Linked DNA regions of Zea mays: region 2 is linked to region 1. Evidence: chromatin contacts called from public Hi-C data. All regions are on one chromosome and are shown on one strand. The core of a region is the stretch at or near the end of the contact, and the rest is flanking DNA. Distances in the headings are between cores, read along the strand shown. Region 1 holds the start of LOC100285581. Region 2 holds the start of LOC100281697 (ubiquinone biosynthesis protein ubiB).

Evidence for each region. A called contact is a pair of places that touch in the nucleus more often than the background predicts.
Region 2: a Hi-C map of endosperm shows a contact between it and region 1, with 3 times the contacts expected there. The contact joins the promoter of LOC100281697 here to the promoter of LOC100285581 in region 1. A contact is called at or near these places in 5 of 25 Hi-C or Micro-C datasets (ear, endosperm, leaf and 1 more).

The regions. Positions count from the first base shown.
Region 1 is chr7:44,507,321-44,511,295 of Zm-B73-REFERENCE-NAM-5.0, reverse strand. LOC100285581 reads right to left here and starts at 2,199. Exons shown (of 14, transcript NM_001158472.2): 1 at 2,062-2,199; 2 at 1,723-1,813; 3 at 1,427-1,628; 4 at 1,216-1,290; 5 at 1,032-1,133; 6 at 793-833. The coding sequence starts at 1,755.
Region 2 is chr7:44,747,829-44,751,803 of Zm-B73-REFERENCE-NAM-5.0, reverse strand. LOC100281697 (ubiquinone biosynthesis protein ubiB) reads left to right here and starts at 1,877. Exons shown (of 13, transcript NM_001154617.2): 1 at 1,877-2,124; 2 at 2,734-2,977; 3 at 3,047-3,088; 4 at 3,592-3,663. The coding sequence starts at 1,964.

The sequences.
Region 1 (3,975 bases), core at 950-3,449:
CTTGCTCAGCAACATCTCCTTTTTGTAAGGTTTTTATTCCTCTTTAATATATAAGATGCGCAGTTCTCCTGCGCGTTCGATAAAAAACACTCACTCAGAAAAATGGATACCATACATGATAAAGGTCACTCATTTCATACTTAAACTCAAACATGGCTACAAGGATAGTTATAGTATTCATGTGAAGTGACATTAGGCAACATGTGGTATAATATGGTAAAACATAATTGTATCAAGTGGGATGTTAGTACTTTAATATCATGGAGTACCCTACACAGATTTAGGCTGGTCGGTTGCTAATCAGTAAGCTAGTTAAATGTGTGCAATTCATTCACTAGGTTGAGATGCATAATTCATTTGTGTGAAGCAAATAAAGGTTGGGATGCAACAAATTACATTTACCTTTTCATATTTTTTTAGGATGTTTTTAATTGAAATCAAGACCATTCCCCGCTCTTCACAGATACACAATACATTAACACGCATGGGCTGATGTCCTCGACCACACATGAAGCCTGGACCAGAACACTTCTATTTGAAGTTATCTTAATTTCTTGTAGCAAAATTAACCATTACATTTTCTGACTTAGACTTTCAGCGGCACAAATAAAAGTCAAACTAGAGATCCCAAAGGCTTTATTTTTCCTTACAAAGAATCAGGAGAACAAATAGAATAGAAATAGTTTCTTTGATCAAGGGGCCATCAAAATAGTCATTGAATTGTATTAAACTGAAGTCAAGGACATGAATGATAATTAATGCTGAGAGGTTCTCAAGTGATCAGTAAATTACCCCTCTCCCTCCTGTTGATTCATCGGACAATACAGGGCTTCCTACAAAAAGATGCAAAATTATGAAAAGCAGTAAGAACATATTCAAAGTTGATTGCCTTTTTGAGATATCATCCAATCTTCATTATCACTTTCTACATTGCAGACAAACCAATCAAGGTTGGAAAATTTTAAGAAGCGTACAGATGTAGCACCTAGGGCTTCATGTTGCCTGGTGCTATCAAACAAATGAAAAAATACCTTGAGTTTCAAAGGATGATTCATAAGCTACGGCAACTGTTATCTCCAGTCCCAAGACAGATGCCAGGTTCAGTACTTCTTTCTGTGCTCCAAGAGGATCCACTGACGTAACATGAAGAAACAGGCAAAAGAAGTGAAAAGGTAATCACGCACTAAAGTTGAACCATAGCCAGCAATATCTTACTTGCCCCCATGTTAGTTATGATGCAAACTTTCCGTTCAAAAGCCAAGGGTAGAAGCAAAGACATCCACTCTTTGACTGCATAATGTCATAAAAAGGTGTGTGATTTGGTAATTTGTAAGTCACATAAGCATTAAGAAAGACAACAGGTGTCACCCCCACTGAACAAGAATTGAATCAAGAGCATTAGAAGCAACACTTATCAAAAAGATACCCCGAGGATCGTAGCCTTTGCCTCCTGACACCATAATTCGGTATCGATCCGCCAGAGTTCGCTCTGCCAAACACTCGAGAACTAGGTAATTAAGCTCCTTGACTCTCTGCAGCAACTTATAAGCAGCCATTAGCCTGTCTCCACCAAATCCAGCCCCACAGCCAACATACACTTTATCCCTGTGCCGCCTTGGATTGCTCCGCTGTCCAGAAAAAGTAGTAGCAATCAGATTGAAGCGAGTCAAGGGAACAGGCCATAATCCACATGAGAATTATGAAGTTCTGCAAAGCACTAACCAGCTTCATCACACAGTTTTGAACCTCTTCCATAGTTTCAGCAACTTACTCTAACTTAAGATGTTTCCAATAACAGCATTTGAGGACTCATCTGCAGGTATAGTTCACATGGTTCAGTTGATTAGTGATTTTCACGGCGACAAGGAATCAAACCAATCGAACTGGAAACATAAGGAAATGGATCAGGTTTGTCACCAACTACTGGGATGAAGGATGCGGATAGTAGGGGGGGTGGAGGCTAACAAACAGACAACGCGAATAGCTCGGGGCGTAAAACAGGCGATGGCGCGCCTGAATCAATCGGGTCGGGGCGTCGGGCTATGGGTATGTATGACGTACCCCTTAACTCCCGGCTACGCGTATCTCCGGCAGGGGCGGCGGCCGTGGGACGCCCGACGGCTGTTTGGGCGGAAAGCCGGAAAGGAGAGCGCAAACTCGATTCTCGGCGCTCATACAGACTACAGGAGTAGGGGAGAAAATTTAACACTCCCAACTATATACGGTCCGTTTGGTTGGTTGTACCGGGGAAGAAACTGCATCCACAAATCCTCAAAGCATATTTTGTTTGTTTTACTTCTCTGTATAACCAGGCTGAACGGGTGCAAGAAACAACAGCGAGCCAGGCCCGCCAGAAACTGTCGCTCGGCGCGTACGCGCGCGTGCAGGCGCAGTGCAGCCACGCCCGTACGCATCAGGCTGGCGCCATCCATAAACCAAACATGCGGATAGATTACCAGGTCGTACTAAATAGGCCCATACTAAGTACGACACGGCTTATAGTGATTCGTCACGGTACGGGCACGATTAATATAGTGCCAGTACCGGCATGACAAAAGTTTAGTGTCGTGTTTAGGCTGTCACCCTGGTATGATGGGCTGGCACGAGCACGACACGATTTAGTGACCGGTACGGTTAGACACAACTTAGATCAGCATGTGATTTATAGATGTAATTGTGATATGTGCGTGTGATTATAAATTGTTATTTGTTATGATTTTAAACATAACGAATTCACTTTATAGTGGTAAAATATTCAAGTTTTAAAATTATATATATAATTTCAAAGATTTTCTATATTTTTGAGCTTTTAAAATGAAATATTGTCTGGACTGGCACGTGCACTATTAGGTGTTAATGTCGTATAGTGCCGGCACGACACGATTAGGCACTATAATGTAGTGTCTGGGCGCTGGTTAAGCATTAGTGCCGGCACGACACGACAAAATTATTAATAGTGTCTAATAGTGTTGTACCTAATAGTGTTTTGCCTAATAATACTACTGTCGTGCCGGATCGGGTGGCCTCTTTAGCCATCTGTACTCCCAACGAGTGTTTGCTAGCATATGTACATCCTAATATTTTTTTTCTTTGTTTGCTTGGCATCTTATGGCTACTCGATATAAAAGCAAGGTTAAAGAGAGGGTTATAAAGTTGTGTAGACGTTTTTCTTCCCATTACCATTGAATTAGTATATGCCACGTGGATCTATTGCCAAAATCATATATGTCTCATATGCCCTACCAATTGGAGGAAGCATTTTTTTTCTTATTCAACATTTGCTCGTTAGTTGTGTAGGCTGTTGTCGTTTATCTTTTCGGTGTCGACATGGTCTCTGTCTCCGTTGAATGACCCGGATGTCACATGGCCTATCATTTGGAACAGACACTGAGACACACTTTGCTTTAACAATTTATAATTTTACAGTTGCATAGAAAATATTACGAGAGGAGAGAAGAATTTATTCTTACTCTCATTTTATTATTAAATTACCATCCAATTTCCCACAGGTATTAGATGAAACATGGCACGGATATCGAACACAATGGATGTTGCTAGTGACATTCCATCAAGAATTTTTTTTTTGTTTCGTCCTCAAATACTGAAAACCGAGTACAAGCTCTACTTGAAGAATTCAGTTCATATAACACCATACAAGCTTATTTCATTCTGTATAAAGCTTTGTTCGGTTGTGTTTGAAACGAAGGGGGCTGGAAAGATTAAATCATATTCTATTTAATTTTAACTAAAGAGAGATTTAATCTTATCCAATCTCTTCCATACAGACATAACCCGACATGAGATTTGTAGGAAACATTCTGCATGTGACATGGAAATACCTCCTCATGTTACATTATTAATTGCTATCTCCAACAAGATCTTATAAAGGACACTTTATCTAAATATAAAGAAGATTTCTTCCACTGCGCCTCTAAAGATCTCTAAAGTCTTCTATATAGATGCCACTTCTTCATC
Region 2 (3,975 bases), core at 628-3,127, 240 kb before region 1:
CACATGACACAATAGAACTACGAAGAATATAAATAAGCACAAATCTGATTTTACCCATTTGTAGCAGTGTTAATCATTTAGCTCGGAAATAACAACCGGAAAGTAATCAACAAAGTTTGCTTGTGAATTGGCACATTCTAATCTATCTATCTGCTGCATTTAGTGATAGGAAGAAGAACACTATTTACAGGTCAGAGAATAAGATTCAAGAAAGAGAGGGATTTTACTATTGGAGAGTTTAATTAGTTATTCACATGACACAATATAACTACGAAGAATATAAATAAGCACAAATCTGATTTTACCCATTTGTAGCAGTGTTAATCATTTAGCTCGGAAATCACAACCGAAAAGTAATAAACAAAGTTTGCTTGTGAATTGGCACATTCTAATCTATCTATCTGCTGCATTTAGTGATAGGAAGTAGAACACTATTTACAGGTCCGAGAATAAGATTCAAGAAAGAGAGGGATTTTACTGTTGGAGAGTTTAATTAGTTATTCACATGACACAATAGAACTACGAAGAATATAAATAAGCACAAATCTAATTTTACCCATTTGTAGCAGTATTAATCATTTAGCTCGTAAATAACAACCGGAAAGTAATCAACAAAGTTTGCTTGTGAATTGGCACATTCTAATATATCTAATTAACAATTTACATCATACCTTTCATCGATTAAAAGAAATGGATGTATGTATGGGTGTTAACTCGATCTGGGGGTAGGGATTGGGATGGCGGCATCGTACCTTGCACCGAGTTAGCAGAAACAGAAGCTGTACATGAGGCTGCACTACAAATTAAAAGCAATACCTTGCCGGAGATGAGAGACATGCATAAGAGGAGCAGTGAGCAGGAGAAGCCGACAATGGTGATGTGGTCGGAGTCGCGGTATAGCAACCTGACTCTGGTGTACACGCGTGCTCGGACGACATAGAGTTCCCAAATGCTCACCATTTATCTTCATCGAATATGTGCTGACCTAGGCGAAGTGGAGGTCGTGGGGAGGAAGCATGCAAGAGTGGACATTGTGGGGACTGAGGAGGGGGAGTCGGTTGCACGACCTGCGCAGGGAGTGGGGACGGTGGAGACCGCATGAATGGGGAAGGCCACCAACGGGAGAGGCGCGACCGATGGGGCGGTGGAGTGTAGGTTGTCCGCCTGCGGGAGATCGACTGCTCTGCCGCGCGGTGAAAGCTGGCAAACGGCGGGGACGCTGGAGGCCACGGGTGGAAGTTGGCAAGCGGTGGCAAGCGGCGGCCGGGACGCTGCAGACCGCGGCTGGCGGCTGGCAAGCGAGAGGGGCGCTGGAGACCGCGGTGGCAAGCGGCGGGGGCGGCCGGGACGCTGCGTGCCTGATGGCTGGCGGCTGGCAAGCGGCGGGGTGCTGAAGATTAGGATTTTTGGATTTGCCGTATGTCATGGGCCGCGGGTGCGGGATCGGACGGGATCGGACGACGGGATCGGACGGCTGAGATTGTTTACACGATAGAATGGACGGCTGAGATCGCAGAATGACAGAACGACAGGCTACCCTTACTGTCTTAATAAGTAGTAGAGATAAAGATTTTTTATTGAACTGCTTCGTGATGAAGTTTATTGAGCAGAATTTGAATTTGTGGTGCAGTTGGTTGTGCATTACTGCATTGCATCCAGTAAAAAAACTACAGCTCAACCAAATTTAGCCGAGCGGAGACGCACAAGCCGGCGTGGGCTGCATTACACGAGACGATCAACAAGGGCAGCGGCCCAGCAGCAACGAACCACCGCACAAGCGCCAGGCCGCCAGCTCGCACTCTGGTCCAGCCACGCGGCGCCGCTGCCACCTTCCTCTCACCGTGTACGTCTTCGGCGTACACGTCTCTCTCTCTCTCTCTCCTCCCCTAAACCCTACGCTGCCCTTCTTTCCCTCCCCGTCTCTCCCTCCCGTGCGGGCGGCGGAGCTGATGAGATCCCGGCCATGGCGGGCCCCACCTCGCGGCTCCTCATCCTCGCCCGCCGCGCCGACCGACGCAGATGCCTCCCTTTTCTCGTTCCCCGCGCCTTGCAGGCCGCCCCCCCGACCTTTTCTCCGGCGTTGCCGCTACCTCCCTGCCTCCCCGCCTCAACGCCGGTGATGAGGTAACGACAGTCCACAGGCTAATCTCACCTACCGGTCACCACGGCGTAACCCTAGGTCACAGTTCCGTTTTGAACCTATTTTGAATCGCACGACTCGTTTCAGCTCGAGACATAATGCAGGGTTGGACCAGCTTCGCGTCTGCCGCGCACTAGGTTTGCGGTTTTGGAATTTGCTAGTTGTAATTGTACCATGCGCCAATCAATCATTCAATTTTTGATTCACTTTGATAGTATAAAATGTTTTGGATTAAAAGAACAGTGTGCCATGCCAGGTCGTCTTAAGTGCCTACTGTGTTATTTTTGTGTGTAGAGACAGTATATAAAGTTTTACAGAACTCCGAAATGGCATTGTGTTACTCAATTATCACTGAGAAGCATACTGAACTAATCTAGCTTAAATAAACTCTTAATTACAATTCAGGAGGAAGGATATTTGGTTAAGTAGTCTATGAAATTAGATAAATTGGCTTTTCTATTTGAGAAAATATTTTATTTTAATGATTTTTGCAGGTTTCACTGAGCCAGCAAAGCATGTTGAAATTTGAATAATTTTAATGTTATTTATTTGCAGAAATTATGTTTAGGTGGTTTATTTTTTTTTATTTGTAGCTATTCAAGTGCATTTACAAGTGTACATGGAGAGAGGCCTTCATCAGAATATGCAAAGATCAGGAAGGAGTCACTGGAAACCCAGTTTGGAAGAATATTGGGTTCAAGTTCACGCAGGCATTTTGCTGACCGTGGCTTTGGTCCATTCCTTGCTCTATACAGGGCTGCTACTATCTCCTTTCATGTTGTAAAACTCACTATTTGGCATTTGTTGCTCAATGATATGCATAAAAGAGCAGAAAAGGTAGTTTTCCTGACTTTGTTGGTGGAGGAACTGAGCATCATGTCTCTGATTATCATTTCCTTATTTCAGTTTCGAGAGACCTTGATACGCTTGGGTCCTTTTTATATCAAGGTATGCCGATTGAAATAGATCTGTAGAATGTAGCACCGATCTTTTCTATTAAATTTTGATGCTTAACTTTTCAGTATGTCTCCTTGTTAAGGTGGAAGCAACATCAATGTAACATGTCTTATGACCATCAAAATCACTGCAGCTATCACTATGGTTTTGTGACATGATTGTTATCATCCTTAAGCATCTGTACAAAATCAATCACATTGGTGGTTGTGTTGACTGCATATTTAGTGTGCCATTGTTGTGTCCATATCCTGTTTTTGAACTACAATACTTCGTTAGCTACCAGGTCGTGGGTTCGAAGCAGCCTCTCAGCATTTGCGGGGAATGGCTTTCCTCCTCGGTTTATCTCTTCCCCAGACCCCATTCATGTGGGAGCCTCTGGCACTGGGTCTGTCTGTCCTGCAATAATTTGTTAGCTAATATTGTCTTAGGTGTAATATTGTCTTATTACAACTGGGGATGATATGCTGTTTTATCAATTTTCTTTCACCGCACAGCTTGGCCAAGCATTGAGCACACGCCCTGATATACTTCCTAGTGCGTACTGTCAGGAGCTTGCAAAGCTACAGGTACCTCCCCATCCTATATTTTTTTTTTGTGATGGAAACAAATTGTTAGATCTAAGAACACGATTTCTTCAGTTTATGTTAATTTCCTAGAGTTATGAGGTGAATGAGTCTCCCTAAGTTGCGGCCTCAAAGTAGGTTCACTGGCATGTTTAAGTCATACTCCCTCAGATCCAAATTATAAGATATTTTGGCTTTTTGTAAATACATTGTTTTTACTATGTATCTAGACATAGTTTCTAAATTCATAGAAAAAACTATGCATCTAGAAAAGCCAAAACATCTTATAATTTGCAATAGAGGGAGTAGAAAGAA